Linked DNA regions of Mus musculus: regions 2 and 3 are each linked to region 1. The links are chromatin contacts, called in public HiChIP or PLAC-seq maps. All regions are on one chromosome and are shown on one strand. Each heading gives the region's core, a stretch centred on a gene start, on an enhancer-like site or on the middle of the called end of the contact. The rest is flanking DNA. Distances are from core to core; before and after follow the strand shown.

What was found. HiChIP or PLAC-seq counts read pairs in DNA pulled down with a chosen protein or histone mark.
Region 2: an H3K27ac HiChIP or PLAC-seq map of epiblast stem cells shows a contact between it and region 1. The contact joins the promoter of Ckap2l here to the promoter of Anapc1 in region 1. A contact is called at or near these places in 1 of 39 promoter capture datasets (embryonic stem cells), 3 of 484 Hi-C or Micro-C datasets (CD4 T cells, embryonic stem cells and neural progenitor cells), 3 of 115 datasets of contacts at active chromatin or transcription factors (astrocytes, epiblast stem cells and large pre-B cells) and 1 of 9 other capture datasets (embryonic stem cells).
Region 3: an H3K4me3 HiChIP or PLAC-seq map of bone marrow-derived macrophages shows a contact between it and region 1, with 5 times the contacts expected there. The contact joins the enhancer-like site here to the promoter of Anapc1 in region 1. A contact is called at or near these places in 2 of 39 promoter capture datasets (the 3T3-L1 cell line and the C10 cell line), 1 of 15 datasets of contacts at CTCF or cohesin (large pre-B cells), 2 of 484 Hi-C or Micro-C datasets (both in cortical neurons) and 2 of 115 datasets of contacts at active chromatin or transcription factors (bone marrow-derived macrophages and embryonic stem cells).

What each region holds. Positions count from the first base shown.
Region 1 is chr2:128,685,960-128,688,899 of GRCm38.p6, forward strand. It overlaps Anapc1 (anaphase promoting complex subunit 1), which reads right to left and starts at 1,436. Exons shown (of 48, transcript NM_008569.2): 1 at 1,194-1,436; 2 at 1-101. The coding sequence starts at 77. Gm39931 (a long non-coding RNA gene) reads right to left here. Exons shown (of 5, transcript XR_001783466.2): 5 at 1,858-2,060.
Region 2 is chr2:129,295,682-129,298,961 of GRCm38.p6, forward strand. Ckap2l (cytoskeleton associated protein 2-like) reads right to left here and starts at 1,531. Exons shown (of 9, transcript NM_181589.3): 1 at 1,424-1,531; 2 at 633-699. The coding sequence starts at 1,460. Gm14023 (predicted gene 14023) reads left to right here and starts at 1,689. Exons shown (of 5, transcript NR_040371.1): 1 at 1,689-1,721; 2 at 3,083-3,156.
Region 3 is chr2:129,470,746-129,473,682 of GRCm38.p6, forward strand. F830045P16Rik (RIKEN cDNA F830045P16 gene) reads right to left here. Exons shown (of 7, transcript NM_177653.3): 3 at 1,890-2,204. Among named protein-coding and RNA genes, the nearest start is that of Gm14040, 44 kb to the right of the region's middle. Within about 2 kb of position 1,381, at least 1 of the 459 cell types and tissues checked has an H3K27ac peak or open chromatin away from gene starts, as enhancers often do. A contact at or near this core is called in bone marrow-derived macrophages, where this site is marked.

The DNA.
Region 1 (2,940 bases), core at 186-2,685:
TCTCGGCCAAAAGGAACAAATTCCTGCAAATCCCCGGCTGCAATCATCGTTGCCCTTTCTTCAGAGAAGTTCGACATGGGTTCCAAATATGAACATTATTTCTGTGTGAATCCAAACGCATTCTTGTCAGCCTTCTAGTCAAAACTAAGTTATTACTACAGAGACCCGAGTGGAGCTAGGTCAGAAACATGGGGATCCACCTCACAGACATTTCGACACACGGCATGTAAAGATAACTAACATTCAAACATTCTGTGGCATAGTATGTGCCTTTTTGTCTCTGAGGAAACCTCTACAACAGCATTTGTTAGCAGCACTATAACCCTCAGTGTTTGAAATGGCACTTAAGAATAACAACTGCTAACTAAATTTGACTTGAAGCTCTCATCTAAAGTCTTGTTGGCATCATTTTTTTTAACAATCTGAAAGCCTCTAGTTTATACGAAGCCCTCTATAGCTACAAAATCTTCCTTGCTGTGACTTAAACGTCATTCCTGAAATGATTACGCCAAAAAACAGGCCCAAGTTTCTTTTTCACCTCCTAGAAATAAAATCAATATTGAGAACAGAACTTGAAAAACACATATGCCTTATGAAAAGTAGGGGCTTATCAAAATGTGGCTGGCCTTTCCAAATTCTATTCAACAAAGCAGTCAACATTAAAGAACTTGCAACTTTACCCGACGTTTCCTCATGCAAACATGCAATGTCATTCCCTTTTAGCTTAAAACGAACCTACAGGATAACTTTTTATAGCATCATTTTCTCAGTTAGATGCCTTTTAACCCAAAGACATCATACTTAATACTTTTACAGTTCTCCAAAAGTTGTTAAACGTGTTATTCGTTACAGGCCACATAAAAGCATTGAGTTGACATGCTAGAAATAAAACTGTCATTACTGGTTACTAGGAACATATGCAAACAGCGGGACCCTGAGCTGGGTCTCTACAAAAACAGGCTTTCCGTGCTTTTGAGTGAACCGCGCCACGGCGTAGCGGCCGGAGCATCGGCTCATGGCGCGTCGGGCCAACCCGGAAAGCCCAGTCTGATACTGGGGTTCCTCTCACCCCAGCAGGAGCTCAAGGCCAGCCCCGGGGCGCTCAGCCCTTGGGGCACCCGGTGCAGCGAAATTCCAACACCAAGTCGCAGCGATGCGCGACCCGGCCCGGCCCGACCCGGCCCGGCCCGCACCTGAATAACTCGGGACGCGTCAGGCGCTTGCGAGCCCCGGCTGCTCCCCGGAGGCACAAGGGCCGCGAAGGCCCGAGAGCAGCGACAGGACCGTCACGATGACTCCTCACCGCCCCAGTTTCTCATCCCTTTTCCCTCCCGGATGCCGGAGGAAGAATGGGCGGCAGCGGGACACCAAAGACTTGCGAACAACTCAAATGGCTGGAGCCATCTTGGATTTCCCGACCTGCCTCGCGCCAGGGCAGAGCCAGGCTGGGGACGCGCGGCAGCGGAGAGGACCTAGCGCCTGCGCAGTTGAAAAAGGTGTCTGTGCAAGTGCCTATAGCGAAGGCGGTCACTTAACGACGTTACCTCTTTAACAAACCAAATCTCTAAGATCCTGAACTACCTTCTCAATTGAGCTAAGTTAGGTAATTTTTTTTCCCAGCTGGTTGAGTTTCCTTCTCATCTCAAAAGGGGATGTGTGCCTCCTGGCTGATGAATGGGAGCGGAAGGGAGACCACTCATTTTCTCAGGATTGCATGGAAAATTCTCTACCCGGAAATCACACACCCCCACCCAAGATGGGCTTTAGTCCGTTAACTGTTCGTCATCGCTAAGAAAAAAAAAAAAAAAAAAAAAAAAATGGTGAGGCCTATCATAGCCTAAAGAATAAAGAGTTCCAGTCCATTTCTTTGCTCCAAAATTCAGTTTGTTGGAATTTGATAACTTCACTGTAATTGTCTATTGTGATACACATTTATTTTAGTTCATTCTCATCCCTTTTCTTGGAACGCCATCCTTCAGAGCTTGAAGCTGCACTGCAACAGGAAGGCTTGCTCTTAGAACTTGGTGAGCGGAATGCCTGCTTAGCTGAAATTCGCTTGCCTGGATAATCAAAAACAGTCAAATTAACACATATTCCACATGCTCTGCTCCGACCTCTTGATTCCTCCCCGCAAAACCTCCCTATCCTACAAAGGCCTTTCTATCACACACTAGGCTATCTGGAAGAACAAACAGAAGAAAACCCAACAAGGAGCACACGTAAGTGGCCTGTCAATCTCACTGCTTCCATTCTCTACCCTCTACCTCTTGCCCCATCACACAGTTTGTCTACAACCCCATCAACCCTACCAGGAGTCACTTGGACTAGGATACCCCACTCTCCACTGTGTTCTGAGCAACCAAGCCATTGTCATTCTCCTTGAGTCTATGATATCTTCTGCCACTGCCAGCCTAGGATGAGGGAGATGGGGATTGCCTTCTGAAGAGGCCGTACTTAGAAACCCAAACCGATAGGGAACAAACTGGTCGGTGAATGAAAACAAGGACGTGACCACTCCTAGATATGGTTGAGGAGGTTTTTATTGTAGATATTGAGGAATTGGGAGGAGTTGGGCTACAGCTCTTCTCTGCCGGGTGTCCTTGGTAAAATTACAATTATCGCATCTCTGGTTGTAAGGTATAGAAACAAAATGGCTTTTTGCTGGCTATAGAGAACAAAGAGCTTCTTTCCAGCTGTATTTTTAGAGATCAGGGAAAACAAACTTGGGGGAATGTTTTAGGGGCTTTACCTCCCAGGGAGAAACGCTCTAAGTCGGGGTCTCAGAATATGAGGGAGAGAACAGCCAGAGGTTCCTGGAAGAGTCTGGACTGAACACAAGCAGCAGAATAGACCAGGCCATGAGAGGATTGAGGAGGAAAAGGGGACAAGAGAGAAAGAAAAGAGAGAAGCCCAAGCAAAGCAAAAGAGATCCAAGAGCAA
Region 2 (3,280 bases), core at 281-2,780, 610 kb after region 1:
TAGAGCAAGACACCCAAAATCCCCCTCTGGCATACACACACCAACCGAGCTACTCAAGTGGGAGGCAAATACACCCTGCTAAGCAAGAGAGAGAAATAACAGGGCAAAGATGGTACAGTGCTGAGAAAAGCAAAGGATGTTCTGTCCACCTCAAATACATGCCCAGGGAACACCAAAGGACAAGTTGGGAGGACGCTGGCATGCCACTGTTGTGGACTGACCATAACCAACTCTCCTGTCTTCGTAAGCACACACCATAGAAATGCCCTCCAGTTTCTTGATCAAAATCTGCGCTGCTGGGAACCAACTTTCCCAGGAGAAAGAAGGAACCAGAAGAGCTTCCAGAGATGTGGGTAACAGTGTAGTGTAGAGCCTTCCTTCCTTTGGAGACTGTTAGGAAAAAAAATGCTTAAATTTCTGCCAATAGACAGCACTGCCTAGGGGTTGCTGGTTTTTTGTTTTGTTTTGTTTTTTAAGTCATGCCTGAAATCAAGGACTGAAATGCTCCTTTTGTTATTACAGGATTCACCATGATGCAAGTCAAACAGACTGGAAACAGAAGGGCTGGTCCGTTCATTGCTGTTAGCAACCGGGGCAACAAAGCCAGTGTAACTATGGGAAGGTAAACTCACTTGGCGTTGGGGTCCTTTAGCTTTCCCTTGGCTGCCAGGTACTCCTGGAGCTTCTGCCACCGTTCTTCTGTAAAACATGGACACGAGCAAACACCAAAAACATTACAGAAAACCCTTTATATCTTTAAATATGATACTTCCCTGTAGCTATTTTGGCTTTGATAAAGTCACCAGTCCTGTTATGCTTGCTTTCAATACCAACGGTATCAGCCTGGTGCCAAGCTCTTTACTAAGCTGTTTACACTAACCATCAATCCTATGAGGTATTTGGCTGTTTGAAACTCAGATGAAGTGACAGGCTTAAATTTACCCACTAATGTGCAGCAAAGCCAGGATTTGGAATCAAGACTTTTTTTTTTAACCCTTGAGTTACAAATTGTGTGCCTAGGACGGTGCGCAGAACCGCAGGCCCATAAGTGAGGACAGAGTGTGCATCTCAAAGGTGACACGGGGGAGGGGCATACTGGAGAGGTAGAAAGGGCTCCAGGTCCCTCGGAGGCCAGGGTTCACAGCATCCTTAAGCCTCAGCCCACAGTTTATCAATCAACCTCCAGACAGCGCACATTTTATCAGTGAACCTGCAGAGACTCGGACTGGGGCCGAACCTGCCACCTGACTGCTGTCAAAGTTCTGGCCATAACTAGCAATGCAGGGGTGTCCCCCTGCGGCAACGGAGCGCGCCGCTCCTCGCCGTGGCCCGGGTCCAGCGTCCTTAACCTAACTGAGCTCGGGGGAGACTGAAGCAGGCGGGGGAGGCCTGGCAGCTTCTGGAGGCTGCCGACCACACTTACCCGCGGCTGCGCTGGCAGTGGGGCCGGGCCCCACCATGGCTCTACGGCGACAGTTTCTTCCTTCAAAGGGCGCGCCTTGTTCTAGTACGAGAACCGGGCGCCCGTCTGGACGCTCCTATTGGCTTCCGCGACTTTGAAATTCGCCAATAAAAAGACGGAGAGGGCGGGATAACAGGAAATGGACATTCGGCGATTCCCACTGGGGACCTCCCCTGAGGCTCTGCGATTGGAGAGTTTCTGAGAAGGCCCGCCCTATGGCTAGGTCACTTCCGCAGCGGTGCCTCTGAGGTGGGAGCTGGTGGGTGATGCTGGCTGGCGGAGGAGTGGCTCTAATTGTAGCCAAATTTGGGTTAAGGACGGTTGTGACAGTTGAAGAAACGGGGAGAAACAAGCCGGAGCCTAAGTCTCTGTGCTATCAGTTAGGCTGGCTTTGGCTGCAAATAATAGCATGCCAAACGAAAATGGTCCGTATCAGTTATTGTTCTCATTCTTGTAGCCGAATACCGGACAGAAACAACATAACTCCGTGTAGTCCCTGAGCAGCTCGCGGGAGCTGTCAAAATGGCGCAATCTGTCAAAAGTGTCTCAAGGGAAGGGCATCCTAAGACACAGGAGCTCAGGAGCCACACAGCTCTGAGGTGGGACAGTGTCCCCTTGGAAAGGCACCCTGAGACTCGGAAACCCAGAAACCACAGAGCTCTGAGGGTCAGAAGGTATTCCTGTGGAAGGACACCCTGAGACATCAGAGCCGGGGAACCACACAGCTTTGAGAGGAAGCCTCGTCAGCTGAGGCAGTGCAGTTCCCAGGGGAGGGTATCTCCAGCTCAGCCCAGGAGCTCAGGAGCCTCTGCCCCGCTCCACTTCTTTGTTTCTTCCCTTCCTCTGTCAATTGCTTCTTGGCTTCTTCCAACGCGAAAGTCATATGAGGCAGCAAATCTCGTAAAAGATATTTATTGGAGAAGGATGTTATGGTGGGAAGAGAAAAGGGCAAGGGGTTAGAAGAGTTTTTAAAAGAATAACAAAGATTTCCTAATAGAAAATGTAAAGAACAGAATTATATAAATTTAAGAATGGAAATAAAACATGGAAACATAATAGTTTATTTAAACAGAAAAACATCTACAAGGTAAAGTTAAAATGCTAACAAAGGCCTGCTAGAAAGAAAAAAAAAATCATGAAGGAAAGAGAAGGAAAAGGTTATCACTGGCATACCTAAACATTATCAGGTGAGTGAAGGAGAATAAAAAAAAAATCACAAAAGTTTTTGCTTTTGTTTTTGTTTTTTAATATGATAAAAAGCGCTGAGATGGCTGGGGTAAGGAGCATGCAGTGCTCTGGCAGGCCACCAGAGTTGGTTCCCAGCACCCATATTACATAACACATCTGCCTGTAACTCTAGCTCCATAGGGTCTGACATCCCGACATCCACTTGTGTGACAAGACTTTCCCTGAGGAGATGTAACACATGGCTACTTACTGCAGACAGACAAAAGCTTGGATACCACCAAAGCTCAACACGTCTTATCGGGGCTATGTACAAGAATTTGGGTGAAGGGTTACTGCACATTTCAGGTGTTCAATTATTGTTTCTGTGAATTTCCAACCCCACTTTCTAAAATAGAGTCTATTACTCCTGATTCTGACTTTCTTTTTCATTAGGTCACAGGAAAGCAGCTTCTAACCTGCTGTATTGTCTCTAAAACCACTACTTGGTTTTGGTGGTACATTATATGGTGAGTTTGTATGGACATCTACATCGGCATACACATGTACTGAATATGGATTGTATCCTTTAACTGAGCCTGGAAATATTATAATTTTCAGTGCTATCTATCTGTGAATACTGGCAGCTAGCAA
Region 3 (2,937 bases), core at 131-2,630, 780 kb after region 1:
GGCTCTCAGCCATCACCGAAGTTTTAAGTATTTGATTGTGGGTGCTGAATAGTATAGACAGATATGATATTTCAAGAAAAGTAAATACCTTCCAATAGGATTTGAGAAGCGTTTTGTGACAATGCTAAGGTCTACATTCTCAGGTGACAAAGAGAGACATACAGAAACACCATGTTTAGTTTGTAATCTGACAGCTGCATTGTAAGTCTAGTGCTGCTGGCTGTCACTCATATCAGAGCCCGTGCCACCTTCCAGCTCTCAAAGTGTGAGATAACAATCAGTGGAAACACTTCTACCCAGTAAGTGCTCCATGGCTGATATGCAGTAAGTGCTCCATGGCTGCTGATATGCAGTTAATGCTATGTGGGTGATATGCAGTAAGTGCTCCATGGCTGATATGCAGTAAGTGCTCCATAGCTAATATGCATTAGGTTCTCTGAGGATACTAACCAAACAGAACAGGCATGTGAGTAGATATACTTAGGAGCCAGGGTGTTGAGTAAAGGGATTTGGGAAAGCTTGCCATAGCTACAAAGATATGTTAACATTAAATAGAAAAAGGCCTTGATGGAGAGAGAGAGACAGAGAGAGAGAGAGACAGAGACAGAGAGAGAGACAGAGAGAGACAGAGACAGAGACAGAGAGAGAGAGAGACCCTAGCAGACCCTGTGGTGTCTGTCACTGTTGATGCCATGCTGTCATGAGGTCCACCTTCAAGTGACAGTTAGATATATTGAGTGCAGGTGTAGGGGAAAAATAAGACAGAAAAGGAAATCCACAGTATGAACTAATTAGCAAGTCACATTTATATAAGTATGCATACATATATGATGGTCACAAAGAGATCGTGAAGTTGAAGGGGAATGGGGGATGTAGGAGGAGCTGGGGGAGGGGTGCGGAGTGGAAATGAAGTTAACGCAGCAGTCATGTATACACTTACAATAGAAATAAGATAAAAAAAATTGTAAAAATGATGCAACTTGCTTCCCATCAAAAGGCACCCATCCATTTGGAGTTTAGCACCCAGGTCTGTGTGTCCCATTGGATGGATAGTTCTCTTATTTCTATTGGACAACAGAAATGGGACCCAAAGAAATGTAAAGGTGAGTGAGATTATTACCTCTGAGAATTCTTACAGCAACCAGAAAAAGGCTGGTTCTGCCATAGGTCGAGATAGAAATCAAGGTGGAAGCTTGCTATGAGAATGGGCTGCCCAGCAAGCCCACATGCTGCCTTACCCCTGGCTTGTCTATGCCTTACCTATTACTCTATCTGTCTCTGACTGCACACCTGCATAAACGTGTCAGAGTATGAAGTATGTTTCTCTGGATCCCAGAAACAAGGAAGTTCTGGATTGCAATGTCACAGTGCCCTCTTGTGGGAGAAATACTACGAATCACGAACGTGTGAAATAGAGTAGAAACAGAAGAAATTACCATCAGGACCATGTGTGCATAGAAAAAAAAAAAAGTAAAATGAGGAGAAAGAAAGAGGTGACAAGAGGGTGTCACACCTATCTTGTGTGACTCTTTTTCCTGGCTCAGGGGGTCAGTAATTCTGGGTCTCTTCAAAGTTGATTTCTAGAAACATCCAGCTGAATTCACTGTCTTGATTAATTGCCTTCCCAGAAATTATTTGGAGCCCAGCTTAACTGTGGTAATTTCTTGCAACCAAGGGTTAAGGAGAAAATTTTGCAATATAATGAGGGCAGCAAAGGAGAGTCATTTCTTGGTGGAAGTATCTGAAAGAAGGGGCATACAGTGGGAGTGGCTCTTCAAGAGCATCCTCTCTGGGAAGGGGCTTCCTTTCTCCACGTTCATTAGGGGTTCCCGAGTCTCTAGCCCTTTAGCCACAATGCCCTGAGGACATGAAGGAAACAAGGCACTTACCTCTGATCTTCCTGGGAGCTCCCAGGGTGATGCTGTTCTTAACTGGAGGCTGGTCATCCTGGATCACCCAGCAGACAAAGTCAGTCTTATTCAATATGGCATCTACCTGTAATGTGTGCTGTAGAGAGTAAGTCCCATCAGAGTTTCTGGTGGTCTGAGGAAGTTCCATGGTCGGGATCTTGTGCCCATTCTTAGTCCAGATGAGGTCCATGTTTTGGGGATAGAAGTGGTTTACATGGCAAGTCAGGTTCACTTTTTGATGCACATGATCTTGGATCTCTGGGTCTTCAGTGGTGATCTTCAGTGTTGGGATAACTAGACAGGAACAATAAGTAAGCCTAGGGAAAAATCTTGGCATTGACTTATCCACCTGTCTCAGGGTCACTCAGATTGATTGATTGATTGATTGATTTTTGATTGATTGATTGATTGGTTGGCTGGTTGGTGGAATCCTAAGAATTTCAAGGTGATCTTGGACTCATTATATAGACAGGATGATCCTGAACATCATATCCTTCTGCCTCCACTACGATATTTCTTCAGCCCCCCTTTTCTTGTCTTATAATCCAGCCAGTCTAATTTGTGCTGCCTACATCCTCATGGATGTGGGACACTGGAACATGCTTGACCTATCAGGCCCATGCCCTTCAAGAAAACTCACTCTCATTTCTTCAGAATCAAGCTGTCAGGATCTCTACAGCTATGGGGCAGGACCTTCTGAGGACCTTCATCCTTGAATGTCAAGTGGCTTCAACTTGTGCAATTCCTGAACAGTTAGTTACTCTGAGTTCATGAGTGAAGAGAGATCATGAGGTCACTTGTTTTTTTAAATGAACAATTTCTATATGTTTGGTGCAAGACAAATAGGGACAAGAATAAATACTCATGAAACATAGCTGGAGACACATGGGTATCTAATCTGATCTGAGTTTTCAATATTCCATATCATGATATATAATTGCAAGAATTATTAAGGTGAATTGCCCCACAGGACCAGGTACTCTCCAAGCACAGCACCTGTAGCAGTGCCTGGCACATTAGCTGTTCA